Regions from separate parts of the Capra hircus genome. Here region 2 is linked to region 1. Evidence: chromatin contacts called from public Hi-C data. All regions are on one chromosome and are shown on one strand. Each heading gives the region's core, a stretch centred on a gene start, on an enhancer-like site or on the middle of the called end of the contact. The rest is flanking DNA. Distances are from core to core; before and after follow the strand shown.

Region 1 (3,597 bases), core at 307-2,806:
GGTTTTCCTTTTCAACATTTAAAACTGTGGCTTCTACCTATAAAACTTCTCCTCTACCCTGAGCAGCCCCATTCCCCTGGGGCTGTTATTGGCATGATCTATAAATTCACTGGAGTCACTTCGAGCCCTCAGTTAGCTTTTAATCAAACATTAGCAGCAGTGTTTACTCTTGTGTAATCTTTGGTTGTTACTTAATTTAATGCCCGTCAGCATTTGAAAAAAAAGAAAAAAACATGTTCAGCAAATCCTCGGTGCACACTGTTTAGTTTCTTTCCTCTTCCCTTCCCCCGCCTTGACCCAAATCAAGCTTCATTTAATCTGGTAAAGGCTTTCTAATAATTTTAATGCGCTTGCTCTCTTAAGGAAATAAGAGTTTGCTCTCTATGGCAATCAACCCAGAGGCCTTTGCTTTCAGATCCCCATCCCACATCACATCAAAGAGGCTAAACTGTAAATTGTATAGTTTTTGTTTCTTGTTGCTCTGGCAGTTATTTGTGAGTGATGTAAGATGGGAAGCATCTTCAGACTCACATTTGGAAGATGCTGGTGTGGGCCCTTGAGAAAAACCCACTGGAAACTGACTTTGAAGGTCTGCCCGGTGGTGAGCTAAAAGCGAACATATCACATCATAATTCATACACAACTTTGTGTCTTTTGAACCTTCCTCCCCAGCTGCCACCACCTCTAAAATAAATAAATAGTGCCCTGGCCATTCTACGGTGTGCTGAAGTGGCTTTCCTCTCTCCTTTCATAATGTGAAATCCATCTATAGTCTTGCAGGAGAACTTCCCTAAGGCTGTCTAAAGACCGGAGGAAATACTGACTTCAGATGGAATAGGAAGGCTCAGCTTCAGCACACAAAGCACTTTATTAAGGGAAAAAGAATGTAGGGGGAAATTATGAGTGTACTCTTAAAAGATGCAAAAAGCAGCTCTCCTACCTTGCGCCTCCCGTCTCTGTGCGCTCTAAGAGAATGTCCTCCTTAGTCTGGGGCTTTGATTAATAGCATCACACTCAGAATGCCAGGTTTCAGTGCCAAGGAGACAAATGTCACCCTGAAAGTCTCAGGAGATGTTTCAGGAGATGTGACCGAAACAATGTGGACACCCAAGAAGGAGAAGGAACCCTGCGTCAGCGAGGTCTCATCTGTTCCATCCTTTCCCCCCAAAACTTGACCTCTTCAAATTTCACTGTCTCAGCTGTGCTTCTGCTCCCCATCGATTAGAAATCAGGATTCTCTTCTCTACACCACAAGGGAAAACCTACTGCTAAGAATCCCGACTATGGCAGGGTGTCCCTGCTATGTCTCACAGAAGAGCACTCCCTCAGAAGAGCAGTAAGGATGCAAAGGGCTAGAAGAAGAAGAAGAAGAAAAGGAGAGACACTGGTGACTGAGGTTTCATCCAACTGCTGCAAATAAATAAATGCCGAAAAACACATTTCTGCTCTCTCAGATAGGAAAGGAGTTTCCTGGACTGAATCCATGCAGAGTTCATGGTTGGATTTCTAGGAAAGCCTCAATAAGGGGCTGAATTATGTGCTATTAACTCAAACTGCAGCTGTCCTGAGGGTCAACAGCTCTGTGTGAGCTCAGGTTACAAGTGCACACTGGTAGCCTGTGCTTGGGGGCTGGTGTCACTGGGAGTCACCCTTGAGATGTGCAAAGCAGCCCAGGAGACACATGCATCCCTGTCACGAACCATCGGGTCCCTGGGCCTGCCCACGTATGGGGTGTCACCACCCAGGCTCCAAAGTGCAGCTGTTCCACTATGCAACTTTCCTGAATCATCTGGTGGAACGTGCTCAAAGCACAGGACTGCACTGACAAGGACTTTAAGGTTTAGGAACTCACTCCCAGATAACAGCTCTTCTCAGCAAGACGATGTGCCCAGGCCCCTCAGGTGCCCAGGCTGCCCTGGTGATAAACGGAGCTCTGCTGTAGACTCATTGCTCTCCTCATGTTCTTATTCCTGATGCTGAGTGACCACCATCGGCACTTGAGGTTTGTGCTTCCCTTTTCAACTCCCTCTTCAATGTCCCTTACCTGCCCATCCTCACCCAGCTTGCTCATTTAACAGTGCCGAGTGGTCGGCTCATAAGAAGCCGCGCATGCATTTCAAGCTCCTTAGAGGAGAGCACGTGACAAATAGAAAATGGAAAATGTTTTAGACATATACGACATTTCATTTGAGGTATCAGCCATAATGATCTATAATCAATAAATTCATTTGTTTTCCAATTTGTTATTGTGTGTGTGTGTGTGTGTGCGCGCGCAGGCACTGTGCTGTGTCCCACTTTTTCCCCAGCACATCTCTGCATGTTTTGTTCACCGTGTGATGTCCAGTTCTCTGGTCTTTTCCACTGGCAGCCTCCATCCACTAGGGCCTGCCTAGGACCCTGCACTGGTCAATGGGAAACCAAACAAATCAGAGGCACTTAAGTCGTTGCCACCAGTGCACAAAGGGAAAGCTTCAGCACGTTCCCTGAAGGCCAGACATGTGAGTTAAAGCTGCAGAAGGAAGCTGACTTGTAAACCTTCCTTGACAATCAGGATTTACTGTTTATTCTGTCAACCCTGTTTATTCTTTCAACTCTGGTTTCGCAGCAGAACAGCTCATCACACTACACCCAGATTGTGGGGACACACAGAAAACATCCAAGAAGAACCAGAGAGAGCTCAATCCTGCTGATTCATTCACTAAGTCATTTGTTAGCAAGCTGGTTTGGGGTTTCTCTTTTCCACAATATTTCAACACTTAGGGAATTAAAATAGCCAGCTGTTCTCATCTTCAAACAACATATCCTGGATAATTGGGAATTTAAAGTAAGTTTCACTCTTAAAGCCTTCTTCCAAAATACATCTGACCAAAATAGTCAGTTAATGAAATAACTTGGAAACCTAGAGCGTGCAAGAGAGTCGTGTATGATGTTAAGCACAGAGTCACTCGGCACTTGGTAAACATGCACTGATGCAGACCTGGTTTCCTAAGATTTAAAATGTAGAACCAAACCACTCATACTTTCTCAAATATTATGGTGCTAGCGTAAATTTACAAGAGGCTGCTGCTGCTGCTGCTAAGTCGCTTCAGTCGTGTCTGACTCTGTACAACCCCATAGACAGCAGCCCACCAGGCTCCCCCGGCCCTGGGATTCTCCAGGCAAGAACACGGGAGTGGGTTGTCATTTCCTTCTCCAATGCATGAAAGTGAAAAGTGAAAGTGAAGTTGCTCAGTCGTGTCTGACTCTTAGCGACCCCATGGACGGCAGCCCACCAGGCTCCTCCACCCACAGGATCTTCCAGGCAAGAGTACTGGAGTGGGTTGCCATTGCCTTCTCCGTTACAAGAGGCTACAAACATCAAACCGGATATGGTGTAGCAGAGAGGCTGTGGAATCAGACAGACCTGGACTCAAATTGAATGCCACGTTTGCTGTGCAACCCAGAACAAATGACACATCCTCACTAGACCTCAGTGTTCTCACTTCTAAAATGGGAATAGTAAGAACCATCCTTCAACTCAGGGAATTTGGGGAGGATTACGATCAGGAGATACACTGTAAAACTGTTTTTGGCTCAGAGCAAGCATTTCATAAATGA
Region 2 (3,597 bases), core at 401-2,900, 550 kb after region 1:
CCTGACCAGGGATGGAACCTGCGCTCCTGACAGTGGAGGCCCAAAGTCCTAACCACTGAACCACCAGGGAATTCCTGGGGCTGTTTTTTAGTTTTCCAAAATGAGAAAAAAAAATATTGTCAGATGACTTTTCTGCACCCTGGAAACCAGAGCCTCACCTGGAATCATAATGTAAAGCTTCAGACTCAATCTGGTGGACAGGTTCACCACTCACACATTCTTTCTCACATCTTTATCATTTATTACCTGATAGATTTTCCCTAAAAAAGATATTATTAAAGGCCAACCTCAAACCTTTTAAAAAGTACCTATGAAATGTGATCTACATTCATGATTAAGATAGTGTTTTTAAAATTATATGAATTTTATTTAACAATTATTATAGTACTTTTTTATGTACCAAGTATAATCCTAAGAGCTTTACAAAATTAATCTATTTAATCCTTAAACTAATGAAACATTTACTATTATTAACCTCATTTGTAGGTGAGAAAATTAAGTCACAGAGAGGTTAAGTAACTTACACAAGGTCACACAGCTAATAAGTGACAGAACCAAGAAGTCAAACCCAGTGACATTGTGTGCTGAGGTCACTAGGCTATGCTGCCTCTATAAAGGGCCTGAAAAATAGATAGATAGATGTGCTGTGCTGTGCTGTGGTTAGTCAGTCATGTCTGACTCTTTGTGACCCCGTGAACTGTAGCCTGCCAGGCTCCCCTGTCCAGGAGATGTCCCAGGCAAGAACACTGGAATGAGTTACTCTGTCCTCCTCCAGGGGATCGAACCCAGGTCTCCTGCATTGCAGGCAGAGATAGATTTTTAATATATATTTATCATATATAAAATATATACTGTGTGCTCAGTAGCTCAGTCATGTCCGACTCTTTGCAGCCCCACCGACTGTAACCCACCAGGCTCCTCTGTTCATGGAAGTTTCCAATGGAATGGGTTGCCATTTCCTACTCCAGGGGATCTTCCTGACCCAGGGATCGAACACACATCTTCTGCATCTCCTGCATTGGCAGGCAGATTCTTTACCACTGAGACACCTGGGAAGCCCCATAAAATATATACTATATGCATATATTTTTGTGTGTAAATGTTATATTTTATGCAGGTACATATGTATATGTGTGTGTGTATGTATATATGAGAGAGAGCAGGATTGTAAGTGCAGTTTTCCAAATGGCCCTCTTTTGGGGTGTTTTCAAAGCATGGCTAAAACCCAGAAAAGCTCTATATAATTTTTCTGTAGCTACATCCTCTTGCAGAGGCTAGAGGACTGGATTCATAAATGTCGGCTTCTCCTCTGACAAATGAGGTAGCTAAATCAGAAGAAATAGTTCGTCAAGTGAGTGTAAGAAGCGTCCGAATGCAAAATTATTATTTCCTGGAAGGCTGACCAGGTAATTTTCCTCTTTAGATCTGACTCGGAGGTGTCCTGACTCAGTATTCAGTAAGCTAACTCCGGACTCTTCTTGTGCCTTTTGGACTAAATATAATGCGAATTTGTTCTGTTCAATAGTTCATATTCTAATACTTATGTGCAGGTTTAAGTTTAAATTTCTAGGGTCTCACGCATCCGGATTCACCAAAAAGGTAACGCTGAAGTAAACAAGTGGGGCGTTCTAGCTACTGGTGCAACTGCGCCCCCTGCCGGCGCTTGGCCGGCAAGCCGGCCTCATCAGGGGGCCTCTCCCGCTCCCCCCAGCACAGCGCAAACTTTAGCCCTTCCCCTCTTTTGCAGCTTTCCAACCAAGCCAAACTGGCTTAGCGCTGCCCTGAGCTAAGCACAAGTGCACTTAGCGCTGAGCATCGAAGGTAAATCAAAGCCTCGCAGCCTTAAAGTATCTCACGCTCTATCGGGGCACACCCGAAGCAGCCCATTAGAATGCAGCTGCAGCCAGCCTCCTGTCCCATACATTTGCAACCACAAGTGGCACGCCAGAGCCTGAACCAAACAGCATAGTACAATGCCCTTTTGTTGGAAAGGAGGACTGTGACTCACCCCATCATTTTCTGTGTGCGCAGAAACCACGGCCTGCACAGGAGCGACCGGGCCAATCGGTCGGTGCTTCGCTGAAGCCCCAGGTTACCTGGAAGCTGTCCTGATAGCGAGCTCTCCAGGGTGGGCGCCAGAGGGGCTGCACAGAAAACTCACGATTAAGGTTAACAGGGGCCAGGAGGAGATCTATGCATTCGGATATTAAATTAATAAGTAACAAGAGCATTAAAAATATGTGACCAAGACCTCTGATGCATTAGTAACAAGATGCTAGCTTAGCTTCCCAACTAGACTTTGTTGGATTTTTTAAAACAGAATTTTATCTGTTTGTGTTTTTCAAACTAGGCCAAGAGGCCTCCTCCATTTCTAAAATACAAAAATTGTTTCTGTTCCTCTTCTCAAACCAAATCAGACTCTAGACACACCCAGCAGCTCACTGTGTCTTTTAGTTAACTCTCTGTCGCCTTTCACTTTAGAGAAAGTTCTGCTGGTAACAAAACCTGCTATACTAGTCAAGAGGGAAAAGGACTTGAAGGAAAAGGAAGAACATGTTTTTAATAATTGTTGTCAAAACATATGAGGATAAGAAGTAAAAGAAGTGGAGAAATATGCCACTCCATGCAGGAGTCACTCTGGATAAGTGTTTCCGAGCTGTGGCCTATAGGTCAGCCATCACGGCAACCAAAGAAGAATGTAATTACAAATGAGGACCTGTGAGGAATCTCTAAGACGGTTCCCACAAAGGGTACAGTGGAGAAAAAAAATCTGTGCAAACGAAGAAAGGCAACACTGGAACCTCATGAGAGCAGAGAAGAAGAAAAAGGTGAAAAGGGAGAGAGAATGAGGTAGGAAGCAGAGAGAAGGGGTGACTGTGAGGAGCCACAGGCAGGCTGCATCAGGGTGAACATCTCACGTTTATAATTTAATGTAAGTAATGCGTGGCTTAGTAAAAAAGCAGGCAAGGAAAGAAGAACTTCAGTGTCCTCATACACATACGCACAGAGTCAACATGTGAAAATGCAGACGATGCAGAAGAGCGTAATGTAGAAGTGAAAGTCTCTCCCCCACCAACAAACAGCTATTAATGGGAGAGCAGAGGTGCAAGGGGTCGGGACAGGCAGGAGGCCAGGCAGCCCTGAGACAGCAGCTAGAGGCCAGCCCTGGACATTGTGGTTTAAACCGAAGGTTTTCAGCTAACGGCTTCACGGGAAGCCCTTACACAGGCTTCCCCCACCCCTAAAAATCCTCGCCTAATTCTCAGCAAATGTGAGAACTGTGGCCAAAAACAACAGCCACCTCCCTATTTGATTTAATCAGAAAAACAAATAAACAAACACAACACCTCTATTTTTATGCATGCCTGATATGTTAAGAATGTACCTGTAGCAAATTTGAACAGAGAGCATTAAGCTTTGTTATGTACTTAAACTGAGTGAAAGTGTGTGTGACAGACATACAGATGTCACTCTCAAGACCTGGGTCAGGTGGTGTGTGGTAGAAAAAGCCGGCCAGTTACGTCATGTTTATATCTCTGTCCTCTGTCCTAATTCACAGGAGGTGACTGTGGGAATAAAGATGAGGCTGGAGAGCGG

What was found. A called contact is a pair of places that touch in the nucleus more often than the background predicts.
Region 2: a Hi-C map of blood shows a contact between it and region 1, with 3 times the contacts expected there. The contact joins two enhancer-like sites. A contact is called at or near these places in 3 of 5 Hi-C or Micro-C datasets (all in blood).

What each region holds. Positions count from the first base shown.
Region 1 is chr12:66,610,120-66,613,716 of ARS1.2, forward strand. No RefSeq gene overlaps it. Among named protein-coding and RNA genes, the nearest start is that of DLEU7, 310 kb to the left of the region's middle. Within about 2 kb of position 1,557, at least 1 of the 5 cell types and tissues checked has an H3K27ac peak or open chromatin away from gene starts, as enhancers often do.
Region 2 is chr12:67,163,086-67,166,682 of ARS1.2, forward strand. No RefSeq gene overlaps it. Among named protein-coding and RNA genes, the nearest start is that of SPRYD7, 13 kb to the right of the region's middle. Within about 2 kb of position 1,651, at least 5 of the 5 cell types and tissues checked have an H3K27ac peak or open chromatin away from gene starts, as enhancers often do.